2 separate regions of the Sus scrofa genome follow, and region 1 is linked to region 2. A link is a contact called in public Hi-C data. All regions are on one chromosome and are shown on one strand. The core of a region is the stretch at or near the end of the contact, and the rest is flanking DNA. Distances in the headings are between cores, read along the strand shown.

Region 1 (3,742 bases), core at 282-2,781, 44 kb before region 2:
TTCTGGTCATCTTTCCTGGGTTAGGACTCAACCTCCTCCTTAAAGAGTTTCCCCATCCCTCCAACAGGATTCCAGAGGCGCTGGCTAGCCTGCCCCAGCCCTGCTTTGTGCCTCCCATCCCCCCACCTCCCTGGGGATTTTCTGCAGCCCCAGCTGAAGGCCTGCCTCCACGTTCAACCTTCTTTCCTTTGCTTCCCCACATCCTAGAACCCATTCTCCTGAACTCTCCCCTCAAGAATCATCCCATTTGGGAGCAGGAAGGGACCTGGGATGTCATTTTCATGCATCTTCCTTTTTTTTTTTTTTTTTTAACTTAAATCGATGGGAAATCTAAGGCCCAAAGAAAAGTAGTGACTTGCCCAAGGTCACACAGAGATGTTACACAGTTTGTGGACTGCAGAGCCAGGGTTGGGACCGAGGGGCCTCTGCCCTTCCATTTCTTGACTTGTCCAGCACTGGGTGGGGGCCGGAAGCCTCTCTTTCCTCAGGAGACGATGCCCCCTCCTCACCTCAGGAGACAATGTGGGGAAATGAAGGAGGGGGTCTCCAAGAGGTCTTATGGGGCATCCAGGGCTTCCGAAGGGTCCAAGCACTGAGTCTGGGGAAGGGGCATGTCGCAGGCCAAATATCGCAAGAGGGGAAACTGTGGCCCCCAGCTTTCCCCTAGTCCCGCGGTTCCCACATTTCTCTCGCCCCTCTCTTCCTCCCCGACATTTCTCCACAAACCTACCCTGCATCCCTTCCTCCTCCTCACCCAGTCGCGCAACTCTAGTTCCCCTCAGCCCCCAACCCCCCGCCATCCTCCATCATGGCCTCCCCCGCCCCTTCTCCCCCAAATCCCCGCCCCCTCCCCCCTCCCAGGCTCCTCTCCCTAACCCCCCCAATCCCCCTGTTCTACCCCGGAGTCCTAGGTACCCCCGACGGCCTCCCCGGGCCCCGGGTCCGGGCCCGGGCAGCCGGGGGCGCTATGGGACCGCCCCGGGCCCCTCCACCCCCGCGCGGGGACGTTACCATGCCAGAGCCTCCGAGCAGCTGGGCCGGCTGGTCCCACCCGCCAGTAAAAGCCGCTCTGATTGGCCCGGCCGCAGCCGGGAAGGCGGGGCCAGTGGGGGGTCGCACCCCTTGGTGGCCCGGGCTCCGGTCGCTCCCGCCGACCAGCTAGGTCCCCCACCGGCCCGGAGCGCCCAGGCCCAGCCCCGCCCCCGGCACGGAGAGCCAGGCCCCGCCCCCGCGCCGCCGGCTCCGGGGTCCGCCCACCGGGGGGCGTGGCGCGCCTGCTCCGGGCTCCTGGCTCCCCCGGACCGCCTGCGGGCTGCCGCCCCGGGGCCGCCCACCTCCCCAGCGCGGGTCCGGCCCCTCGGCCGGCGCCCACGACTCTCCCGCCTGCCCTCCCTTCCCGCCGGCCGCCTCCAGACCACCTCCCGCAGTTTCCCGGCCTTCGCTGCTAGGCTGGCGCGTCCGCGGCGCTCCGACCGACTGGATCCCGCGCGCCCGCTCCCAGGACCAGGGGCTGGACCCAAGATTCATTCCGAATATAGGGGTATCGTTGCACTTCACAAAGCGTTTTTTACTCGATGTGTAGCTATTTTTCATTTTAACTCACTCATTCAACAGCGATTTATTGAGCACCTGTTACATGCCAGGAACTGTTCCAAGCACTGGGCAGACAGCAGTTGGGGAAAAGAAAAAAGCAGACAGACTCCCCGAAACCCCTGCCCTCATGGGCGTACATGGGCTTTTCACAGGACCCCAAAGTTACTTCTTTGGAGATTTAACTCCCACCAAGTGGTGAAGTTGAGAGGCTCCCTATTTACTTTAAGGAATAAAAATGCGAGATAATATCATGTTGTACAGATAAGGAATTATAAGCTGAAAGTCTCAGGGCTAGTAAGTTACAGAGCTCCAGGCGTAGAGCAGCAGAAAGGTCCAACACCATCTCTCCAAGACCTTCGTAATGGTTCTTTTTCCTCTATTCTTCAACACTTAGCTGAGCCTGTGCTCTGTGCTTGGTACTGTGTTAGGTCCTGAATACACAAAGACCTCTGAGCCAGGTCCCTGATTGCAAGGAGCTTAGAGTCTAGCCAGGGAGAAATAGGAGAACAACACGAAGCAGAAGTCTTAAATTAAAGGTGACAAATGGGAGGGAAGGAAGAGAGTTATTCTCCGCTGCTGGGGTGAGAAACTTCATGTGGTTTTCATCATAATACCTTAAGTGGCCTCAAATGAGGGCTCAGGCCTGTAGTTTTCAAACATTATTGTTGAGCTCTCTAGGCATTGCAGAAGTGATTCAGAAATTCCATAGACTTTTGTCAATCACATTTTATTTTTACAGTTTTTCTTTTTTCTCTTCTCTCTTTTTCTTTTTTAGGGCTGCACCTGTGGCATATAGAAGTTCCTGGGCTAGGGGTTGAATCAGAGCTGCAGCTGCCGGTGACACCAGATCCTTGACCCACTGAGAGAGATCCAACCAGCATCCTCATGGATACTATGTCAGGTTCTTAACCCTCTGAGCCACAACGGAAACTCCTGGTTTTTTTTAATGAGATATTTTTTAGAACACATAGACATCTACTTTTATTTTATTTTTGTCTTTTGGGGGCCGCATCTGCAGCATATTGAATCAGAGCTGCAGCTGCTGGCCTACACCACAGCCACAGCAATGAGGGATCTGAGCTTTGTCTTTGACGTACACCACAGCTCACAGAAATGCCAGAGCCTTAGCCCACTGAGCAAGGCCAGGGATGGAACCTGCATCCTCATGGATGCCAGTCAGATTTGTTTCCCCTGAGCCACAACCCAAACTCTGACACCTGTTTTAAAGAAAAGAGTCGAATAATTATGTAAGATTTGTTAAGAAAAACAGCTGAGCCCTGCCTCCATCGTCTCTCCCTCCTGGAGAGCAGCCATATTCAGCTCTTTTAAAGTATTTCTTCTGACATTTACCTTCACATCTCTGGTGCTCCTCCAGCTGTGTTCCTCCCAACAAAGTGAGGAGTCGAAGGAGATATGCCCATCCAAAGCCCACTTACCCCCTTAATAGACCATGTTCTAAATACTTGGAACCCTAGAATTCCCTGCCTAGCTTGCTTCCTGGCCCTGGACCAGCGTCTTCCTTGGCTCTCCTCCCAGGGAGACCCGCTGATAGTGTGGGCATCTAGGTCTGAGAGATAGCCAAGGGCAGCTATTCGAAGTAAGAGGAGTGAGCCCAAGCTGGTATGTCCACAGGAGCCTGAGTGAGGCTGTCTCAATGCAGGACAGAGGCAAGGGCTGAAAGGAAGGGGATCTGGGAAAGAGCCATGGGCTAGGGGCTTCTATTTTCTACTGTAATACTCTGAGGATTCCAAAAATTCTAATTTAGAACCTGGACCTTGAGAAAGTATATTTGTAAAGTTAGGCGTTTAGTTGGTTTTTTATTTAACAGTTTGTTAGCTTAATTTGTAACATTAATATATGCAGTATGTGACTATTTGTAGTGTTGCCCCAGCCCCCACAAATTTGAGGATGCAACTCTTTTTCCCTTCCTCTCTCCCCACTGCTTATACCTTATTCTCATCTCCTAGCTGCCAAATTGAAATAATTTTTGTTAGTTCAACTTTCAGTTCTTAAACGTTGTAACTACATGTGCTATTTAGAGTTGAGCCGTGTAGAAAACTTTGATTACTCTTCCATTCCTGCACTTTTTATTTTTCCTGGAATTAATAATTATCTGGGTTTTTTTTCTTTCTTTTGTTTAGCTTTACAT
Region 2 (3,899 bases), core at 959-3,458:
TTCAGTCCCTGGCCCTGGAACTTCCACATGCCATGGGCATGGCCAAAAAGATAAAAAAATTTAATAAATAAATATTTTTTTAAAAAAGAATAAAGACCGGGAGTTCCCATGGTGGTGCAGTGGAAACGAATCCAACTAGTATCCATGAGGATGCAGGTTCGATCCCTGTCCTCACTCAGTGGGTCGATGATCTGGCATTGCTGTGAGCTGTGGTGAAGGTTGCAGATGTCGCTGGGATCCTGAGTTGCTGTGGCTGTGGTGTAGGCCAACAGCTGTATCTCCAGTGCAACCCCTAGCCTGGGAACTCCCATATGCCTTAGGCGTGGCCCTAAAACGCCAAAAAAAAAAAAAAAAAGATCAAAATCCATACCATACACTACAAACTACAAGGGATATGATCTACCCTGATGACCACTCTGTTCTCATGTCTCTCCATCTTTTTCTTGCTCATCCTTCCTGTCCCTCAAACTCACCAAACTCTTTTTTTTTTTTTTTTTGCTATTTCTTGGGCCGCTCCCGCGGCATATGGAGGTTCCCAGGCTAGGGGTCCAATTGGAGCTGTAGCCACTGGCCTACGCCAGAGCCACAGCAACACGGGATCCGAGCTGCGTCTGTGACCCCCACCACAGCTCACGGCAACGCCGGATCCCTAACCCACTGAGCAAGGCCAGGGATCGAACCCGCAACCTCATGGTTCCTAGTCGGATTCGTTAACCACTGCGCCACGATGGGAACTCCACCAAACTCTTTTCTGCTTTGGAGCTATGCTGTCCCCTCTGACCAGGTCATCTTACCCCAGCTCTTTGCCTAATTGGTCCCTCAACAACTGTCACCTCCTTAGAGACCTCACCTAGTATAGCTATTATGCTATATCTAATATAGTCCATCACACCTTGTATCAGAAAACTCACAATCTTTCAGGGGAGATAAAACAGGTTAATACTCATTAAGCAAGATCACAACTGAAGAGGGGACTCTTGAAGCAGAGGGATACCATACACTGTCAGGGCTGGAAGGGCTAGCCTCCCATCTGACACTTGAATCCCCTGGCAGTGTCAATTATCAGAGTATGCTTGACACCTCCACTAAAGGGACCACCTTAGCTGGTAGACAGCTTTGGAATTGTATCTCTCTTATTCTGAGCCACAGTATGTTTCTCTAGAGCTACTACACTTATGTGCCCCTCCAAGGAAGTATAAAACAAATAGAAACCCTCTTTTCGAGGGCAGTCCTTTCTGGTTTCTCAAGGCAGATCTCACACCCCCAAACTCCCAACATTTGCTATAGGTTTGTCCTCCCATCCCAAGATTCTAGAGCACTCTCCTCTGAAGGTGCTTCTGTTGGTCATCTTGCCTCCCAGGGCCCATAACTGCCTCCAGCAATCCAGGTGGGGTTGGGCTGATGGAACCAACTGAGCCCCAGTTCTTCTCCTAGGGCCTCTACCTTCTAGGAGAATGGCACACGGACTTCCACCCGTTCCTTAAACATCACCTCCCGGCCTATGTCATACGCCACATCTCTCCAGCTCGTCAACATCATCTCCCTGTACTGTGCCTAGCACAGACCCTCTCACAGAGTAGTTTCTCTAAAACATCTCACAATCTCTAATTGGTCCTGGGAAACTATCAAAGAGTCATAGATCTCTCAGGCTGCAGGATTAGGAAGCCGAAATTTAGCCTGGCTCCCGGCCCCACCCTCGGGCCAGCCCCTCCCGAAGTTGTCCCACCTCCTAGTCGATCTCACCCCTCAGGCTATTCCACCCCGTTTACCTATCTGTCTGTCCATCTCTCTATCTACCTATTTATTTTTAGGGCCGCACCTGCAGCTTATGGAAGTTCCCAGGCTAGGGGTCGAATGGGAGCTGCAGCTGCCGGCCTACGCCACACCCACAGCAACACCAGATCCGAGCCGGTCTGCAAACTACACCGCAGCTCCCGGCTACGCAGGATCCTTAACCCACTAAACGAGGCCGGAGCTGGACCTCGCATCCTCGTGGATACCAGTCGGGTTCTTAACCCAGGTTCTTAGCCTGCTGAGCCACAACAGGGAACTCCCGTTTTTCCCTTTAATTGTTTCCTCCAACCAGGTAACCTCTCTGACGCCTATAACCCCTGTTGTCTCCCTATTTGCTGTCCCAATTGGGAACGCTTTTAAGTTCGTCTATTAACGAAACGTGACTCCTTCGCTGCCGTGGCCACGCCCCCTTACTCACGTGGCCCGGGCAAGCCGGAAGGGGTTGCGCAGCCCCTAGTTCCTAGCCCCGGAAGTAGACGAAGCTCACGGAAGCCGGCTTTGGCCCTGCGGCTGCTGCCGTCGCCGCGGAGAAATTGTTGGAGCTGGCAGCCTAGGAATGGTGAGACCTTGCGGTTCGCCTTTGGGGCTTCCGAACAGAGTTGAGGGTGAAATGGAGTTTCCCAGAGTGCCATCGGGGACGACCCCCCTCCCCCAGGTTTGGGGCCCCGCCCAGGTAGCGCCCCGAAAATCTGCGCATGCGTGGGCTGGATCGGACCAGAAGCTGGCCCGAGAAGTTACGCATGCGCAAAGGTGGCATGCCAAAGGTGGGGTGAGACTTGGCCTGGGAGTGGATTCCCTTCCCCCACCATCGGCCTGTGGGGCTTAAACCAAGGCTGCGAGACCTTCGGGGTTCACTCGGTGCTTTGCTTTTGAGTTGTAGGGCCGTCTTCATCGCCACCCCTATCCCGAGCCCCTGAAATAGACCTAGACTAACCTCCCCACCTTGGGTGTGCACTTGGGGTGAGAACAAGGCGCGGAGGGCAGAAGAAAGGGCGTCCAGACCCTGCCTCAGTTTACCTGCAGAATTGGGGCCCTTCACCCTTTCCCCAGGTGGCAAGATTCCCAGCCGTATCCACTGGAGCGGCGTGACGAGCGCACCTGGGGGCAGGGCCGGACGCTGCCGGAAGAGCCGCGCTGGTCAAAAGGGGCGGGACCCGCAAGCGGCGCGCCCTGAGTCTCCTCTACCTGAGCTCTCTGGGGGTTAGCGGAGGGCCTTCCAGGGCGGTTTGATATTTGCTCAGTTCCAAAACCGCTTTTTTTTAGCTCCCACGAGGTACCACCCACTAAATCTTCAGCCAGAGCTGCAAATGAAAAAAAAAGTGAGATGGATTCGTTGGAGTTCTGTCTCCCTTTCCTTGTCCCTGCTTTGGTCTGAGAGGGGAAGGGTGGTGCTGTTAGAGTTGAGTGGGCAGCTGACAAAAAGGAAGCCAAGAATCCCTCGTTTCTTGCTGCTTTATAGTCAAGGCCCTTACCCTAGGGGCTATGAGTAGAATTAGAGGGGTTTGTGAACACCCTAAAATGTGTAAATTTTCTAGGGTCCCTGCCTTTTGTCACTGACTCAGAGATGTTAGCGACCTTCAGAAGAGTACTGGTTTGTCAGGGTCGTTTTGGTAGAAGAGAGCCTGTGTGTCATCTCTTAGTGTCCTCCCTAGCTTACGGGGTCCTGGGGGACCTGTTCCAGTATAAAGGGGTGATGCTGGCCAGTTGGAAACCTGAGCCTCAGGGAGCCTCATTTCTCCTTTGCAGAATCTCCTTTCAGCCTCCAAGCTCACCTGGTCAGAATCCTTGGATGAGCCTGTGGGACCCTTCCTCCTAGCCTTGTGGTTTGGAACCAGTGGCTTTGGGACTGTAAGAGGATGGACAAAGGTAGTATGAGGCCGGGCCAGCTCCCCAAACGCTCGGGCGCCAAGCATCTGCTGATTCCACCCCGTGCCTGGCACGTGTGTCTTTCGGTCCTGGCTGGGCATTGCCACCTCCCCCTGGGCCAGCACCACCCACGTACCTCTCGGCAGAGGCCACAATTGACTGACTTGCTGTTGAGCTGCCGCTCTTTGGCATGGCTGCATTTTGATGGCAGAGGGAGCAGTTATGCCCAGAGCCCGGTG

Evidence for each region. Hi-C and Micro-C count contacts between places; a contact is called where the count stands out from the background.
Region 1: a Hi-C map of embryonic fibroblasts shows a contact between it and region 2, with 1.8 times the contacts expected there. The contact joins the promoter of PRPF40B here to the promoter of MCRS1 in region 2. A contact is called at or near these places in 2 of 47 Hi-C or Micro-C datasets (embryonic fibroblasts and skeletal muscle) and 1 of 2 datasets of contacts at active chromatin or transcription factors (alveolar macrophages).

Annotation. Positions count from the first base shown.
Region 1 is chr5:15,567,929-15,571,670 of Sscrofa11.1, reverse strand. It overlaps PRPF40B (pre-mRNA-processing factor 40 homolog B), which reads right to left and starts at 1,531. Exons shown (of 25, transcript XM_021091619.1): 1 at 1,012-1,531. The coding sequence starts at 1,014. FAM186B (protein FAM186B) reads left to right here and starts at 1,013. Exons shown (of 10, transcript XM_021091213.1): 1 at 1,013-1,105; 2 at 1,159-1,540. The coding sequence starts at 1,013.
Region 2 is chr5:15,524,876-15,528,774 of Sscrofa11.1, reverse strand. It overlaps MCRS1 (microspherule protein 1), which reads left to right and starts at 2,208. Exons shown (of 13, transcript XR_002343937.1): 1 at 2,208-2,353; 2 at 3,541-3,899.